Regions from separate parts of the Oryzias latipes genome. Here region 2 is linked to region 1. A link is a contact called in public Hi-C data. All regions are on one chromosome and are shown on one strand. Each heading gives the region's core, a stretch centred on a gene start, on an enhancer-like site or on the middle of the called end of the contact. The rest is flanking DNA. Distances are from core to core; before and after follow the strand shown. Region 1 has its middle 14 kb from the start of znf217. Region 2 holds the start of tshz2 (teashirt homolog 2).

Region 1 (2,857 bases), core at 216-2,715:
TGTTAAGGGGTTAATGTGCCAAAAGGTTCAAACTCTTAAAAAAAAAGACTTAAACAGAACTGTAAAACACAATACTTCTGTTTATTTCATAACATTTAGGGATGTCTGATGTTCATAATCCCCAAAGATTTATATACAGTTAAGGTTATTTGGTCCTAAAAAGACCCAAAACATCACATTTCTGTAGTTAAAAAACTCAAGATTCTATCTTCATGTAATTTCTATGATTAGTAGAAAATTACATTTTCACAGCCAGGATTTTGTTTTATATTATTGGTTAAAATAAAATGTCAAAATTTAAATTTAGTTCTAAAAAAATCTAAAGACACCTGAAAAAAACCCCAAAACTTTTTCATAAAAACATACAATCGAAAATATATACATTTTTAATAGAAAAGTTATACATTACTTATTTTGGTGAGATTTCCAGCATGATTATTGCATACTAAAAAAGTTTTTGAGCAAGACTTTCAAAATAAAGTTGTAAACTGTTCCATGAAACCAGTGGGGTCTGTAAACAGACCCAAAGAGCTGAAAATGACAACAATTTAAGCAAAATAAACGCTTTAACAAAATATTGCAAAAGAACACCGTAAAGATTACACCGTACACAATGATGTAAAACTGGGAGTTTAATATTACCCTCTTAGGAAAAACTGGACCAAACATAAAGAAATGTTTGTTTTAAAAAAGGGGGGCAAAATTATTTTATTTAGAGACTTAATTGACATTCTGGTAAGAAAATCAAATCAAAAGTTCATTTGTTGAAAATTTTTCCCCATCATAATTAGCAGAACCTTTTTGAGTCTCAAAACAAACACATTTCAGGAAGATTTTTACAAAATAAAAGTCAACCATCTGTTAAAAAAATAATGATTTATGACTAGTTCTCTTGAAAATAAGCATGATTTTACAAACGGATTTATTTTACAAATTAAAAAATGTTTGCATGGAAGTTGGAATAAATAAATAAAAAGTTTTTCCATCTCTCAGATTCTGTCGCTTTCAAAATAAAACAGAACTCTTACTTGGACTAAACTGAAAACACGGAAACAGCAAAGAAGAAAACATTTTAGTTCAGAAACAACATCAGGTACAACTTTGGATATTTTATTATATATATATTGTAACCACCCAGCTGATATTTTTAGAAAACAGCTAAAAAAACACAAATGTATTTCACCAAACACTGAAAAAAGGGAGACTTTCTATAAACAACAGCCGCTCAGACACACAAAAACAAGACAAACACTTAAGAAAATGACACTGCAGTGAAGATGAACAACACAACAATCTATTCAACAAGGATCCGGAGAACACGCCGCAGATTCTCTCCGCTGTTCCTCTTTGCTGTGATTTCTTTGAGCTTTTATTTTTTTATTTTTTATTTTTTTGCTTTCTTGTACACGCACGCGGGCTTGTTCCGTGACGTGATTGGACCAAAGGCTGGTCTTTGTTCTGAGGCGATCCGGAAGAAGGAGCGGACAGCGCGGATGAACAAAAGGCACGTGCGATGAGGCGTCGGCGGCGGAGGTGAAGCCCGCGCTACATCCGCCACTGGGGGCGCCGCGTGCCTAGTCCCGCTCCCCTACCTGCACGTGCGCCTGTAACCCCCCCCCCTCCTCCTCCTTCCCTCCCAGCATCAGGGCTGCACTTAAGTGCTGTTTCCGATACCCATGAGCAAGCCCCGCGAAGGCGGCCCCGTCCGCCGCAGCCCTTATTGTTTTCTCGCGGATGATTGATTGATGGATGAGGGCTGACACTTCAATGAAGCCATTTCCACTGGCATCTCTATCCGATGATGTGCGGCGTATATTTGCCATCCACGCCTCATTGCTCGCCTGTGTCATTCCTGGAACTTCATTTACACTATGTTTCCCCCTGAAGGACCTTTTTTTTTCTGTCCCATCCTGCTACTCTTTTTTTTATCTCTACGCCATAAAATAATGTTGGCTCTTGTTGACACTGGATCCCCCCCCCAAAAAAAATCATTTGTGTACAGGCGTCCAGGCCGGAGCTGCTCGTCTCAAGCACAAACGGGGGGCTTCCAACACCACCAAAAGGTTGCCCCCCCCCCTCCTGAAAAACATGTTGAAGTATATTAGTTCAATGACAGCATGATGGAGGTGCCTCCTCCCAGACAATTGCCTGTTTCTGCTCATATGGGGAGCAGATGGTAAGCAAGCATCAGCGTGGCAGGCTTTCTGGGATGACGGCCATGAGATTCCCCCTCAGGTGCCATTGCAGCCCCCTTTAGAAGGAGAGAGTGATTGGTGGGACATGGCACCCAAAGCAAATGCTTTTTTTTGTGTGTTTTGTCTTTTTTTTTTTGCCTGCGTTACAGGTTTTAACAAAAATGCAACAAAGCCTTTTCAAAGTCACCTACGACATTATGTGCTGGAATTTTGCAGACCTGCGTTGTAACTAAACGTGAAAAATACATCTTTAAAATCCACTAATAGATGCAATTGAATTTAATTTAAATGTGCACAAAAAGAAAAGTTGAAAAAAGAAATGCAATAATAGCAGAAGACTGGACCCTTAACCGTTGTGCTAACTTGTGGGGTCCAGATGACCCCACCCTTACATTGACATGTTATTCCTACCAGGACAAAGGTGGATAAAGGGGGAAAGATTTCATGTAATCCATGGACACCAGTGAAAATCACAAATCATTGAAGAAAAAAGGTTCAGAGCACTGTCTAGTGGGTCTAGATTAACGTTGAGAGTGGGGTCATCTGGACCCCACAAGATAGCACAAGGGCTAAAAGAGTTTAATTGACCGGAACTATTTAAAAACACAACACCAAATGCCTTGTGCACCGATCAGTCCAGTCCGGTACTTTGAGCGTTTCCA
Region 2 (2,857 bases), core at 231-2,730, 120 kb after region 1:
AGAGAGGGGGGGGATAAAGAGACGCTATTATTGGCAGAGAACAATTGCCATCTGCTTGCTACATCCGCCGCCGTAATAAAGACTGATAACTTCTCAGAGAGCATCCTCAACACATCCACCCTAGAAGGATTCGCTGTTTTTTTTTTTTTTAAATCAAGGAGGAAACAATGGGGTTAAGTCAGAAGACACTTGGAGCGCCACAGCCGGGGCCTCCTCGGAGAGCAGAGATCATCTTTCCAAACACAAGCGGAGGGCCCGCAGACCTGCAGCTGTGCACAGGAGAAGTACAAACCTGTGTGTGTTTCTTTATGTGTGTGTGTGTGACCCTGTCTCCATTTGTCCATAAGATTATGAAGAGTTCATGCAGAGTTCATCGGCTCCTCCAGCAGCAGCAGCAGCACATCCTTCTCCAAACCAACACTTTGCTTTTTTCCTAAAGAAACTTTCGGATCAGGGATTGGAGGGATCCACTCCTCACAGGTTCATTCAGGGAAAACTACACAACCAGATTGTGTGTGTGTATATATATATGTATTTTTTTTTTTTTACATCATTTCCTTTTTTAGAAACTATTTTGGTTTTTGTTGTTGTTGTTTGTTTCTAAAAGTGCAGCTGGGGAGCTTCAACTCCTCCTTTTCAAACTTAACTTTTTTCTGTCTTTTCAAAATAAAATGTCAATTTTACAGATCATCCCAGAAATAAAGACATAAAGCACTGATTGGATTCTTTTTTCTGGCGGAGACAGACAGATAGGTTTGGGTCAGGTTCTTACCCGCAGCCCGCCTGGGCGCCTGCTGCTTCCTCCGCGGCATTTCTCCGTCTCCTTCCTCCTCCTCCTCCTCCTCCTCCTCCTCCGCTCAGGAGTCGCAGATCAGCGCGGAGTCCAGGTGAAAGGCGCGGGGAGATAGTCCATGAACACACACACACAGAGGCGCGCGCGCACATGCACCCCGGCGCGCGCGCAAACAGAGAGAGTGTGAGTCTTTCTTCTCGCCTCTTCCGACTTCTTCTGTCAAGAAAATCCAACAAGGAAAGGTTGGAGAGCGGCGGGCAGGATGTTGGATCGTTCCTTCACCTCCTCCTTCTTCTTCTTCCTCCTCCTCCTCTCGCTGCTCCTCCTGCTGCTCCGGGGCGCCACTCGTCCCTCCTCACCGTCTGTTTTCGTCCATCAGCGCCGCGTAACGTTTGATCGCCGCGCGTCACTCAGTCGTGTCCGCGTGCGGGAGTGGAAATGCGCGTAAAAAGGCGAGCGTTGCGGTGATATTACGCACGGCGCGGGAGGGAAGGAGGAGAGGCGATGCCAGCAGACATCGATCCGGAGAACAAACTGAACATTAAAAACTCCTCCCTCCTCGGCTGGACTTGATGATGGTAGCGAGACATTTGTTACACTAGATAAGCAGGAGTTTATTAAAGGAACAGAGGCCAGAGAAAAGGAGCCAGACTGCAGCAGCTGCTCTCTGTCACTCGCTGCTCACGCAGCCTTGCGTGGTTTTCTTCAACAACTTCCGCTTTGTTCCTTTCAGGAACTTTTTTTTCTCCCGCCAACAGATATAAAGAAAGCAGGAATGCAGAGAAAAATCTTCTTTTTTGACTCCAAAAATGTCACATTTCCTCCATAGTGTGATGCAAACATTTCAATGCAACTCTTAGGAGGAATATTCTTGTCCAGAAATGTGTTTTTTTTGTTGTTGTTGTTGTTGCTACATTTAATCATTTAGCGATGACGTTAAACATCACAAACTCTACAAATGAAAAAAAAGATTGACACAACCCAAAACATTTGCTTTTTTCCAGACTGTTAGGATTTGAATGTTTTTCTTAGGACATTTTTCAGCTTTTTCATTCCTTTTCAGTGCAGCCTCAATTCTGAAGCATCTTTAGGCCGTGTCACTCAGCCCACACATTTTACATTGATCATAAGTATTCTGAATTCTAAACTCTATGGAAACAAAAGTAGCGCCGTCCTATGTACGGCATCAAGCATCCAAATGATTGGAATTCATTTAACCCTTGTGCTATCTTAGATGACCCCACCCTTACATTGACGTGTTCTCCCTACCATGACAAAGGTGAATAAAGGTGGAAAGATTTCATGTAATCCATGGACACCAGTGAAGATTCCAAATCATTGAAGAAAAAAGGTTCAGAGCACTGTCTAGTGGGTCTAGATGACCAAACTCCCAATGTTAAAGTGCCTAGGATAGCACAAGGGTTACAGACATTTTATGCATTTGCTACGTATGACATTTTCGTCGTTCATGATACATGCGTGATACACGCAATTCATACGTGTTTCTTGCTTTAGTCATTGGTTGATGTGCGCAGATGTCTGTTAAGGGTTTCGGGTTTTTACGTGAATTCTGTCTGAAGCTGTTCAACTTGAGAATTATCTGTGTGTATTTTACGTAGTTTATACACAACTGAACAGAAATCTTGTGCAATTGTGCGTGATTTTCAGTTTGGTGGCTTTCCACAACCGTTCCACGTATGTCTTACAGACTTTTCACGCATTTACCACCGATGTATAACTTTTACATGGCGCACAAATCAGGTTAAAATTACGCATTGGGTTTGGGTCAGATTTGGCTGTTACATTGATTTATGTGTTCTTTGTGGCGTTAATTCCTACTTCTTCTGTGGGTTTAATGTGGTTTATTCGTGATCCATCTGTGAACATTTCACCCTAAAGACCACAACTTTTCTCACCTAAAGAAATTTGAGAGATTTTAGCATTTTCAGCGTTTTCACTCTTTAGCCAAACAGCTTTAACTAAAAAATCTTGAGGAACTTGAGGACCCTCGAGCAAATGAATGAATAAAAACTTCTCTAGATGTGGTCAGGTGAAGTGACGACA

What was found. A called contact is a pair of places that touch in the nucleus more often than the background predicts.
Region 2: a Hi-C map of embryo shows a contact between it and region 1, with 2.3 times the contacts expected there. The contact joins the promoter of tshz2 here to the enhancer-like site in region 1. A contact is called at or near these places in 2 of 5 Hi-C or Micro-C datasets (both in embryo).

What each region holds. Positions count from the first base shown.
Region 1 is chr7:24,738,841-24,741,697 of ASM223467v1, forward strand. No RefSeq gene overlaps it. Among protein-coding and RNA genes, the nearest start is that of znf217, 14 kb to the left of the region's middle. Within about 2 kb of position 1,466, at least 6 of the 8 cell types and tissues checked have an H3K27ac peak or open chromatin away from gene starts, as enhancers often do. A contact at or near this core is called in embryo, where this site is marked.
Region 2 is chr7:24,857,680-24,860,536 of ASM223467v1, forward strand. tshz2 (teashirt homolog 2) reads right to left here and starts at 1,481. Exons shown (of 2, transcript XM_004070997.4): 1 at 773-1,481. The coding sequence starts at 812.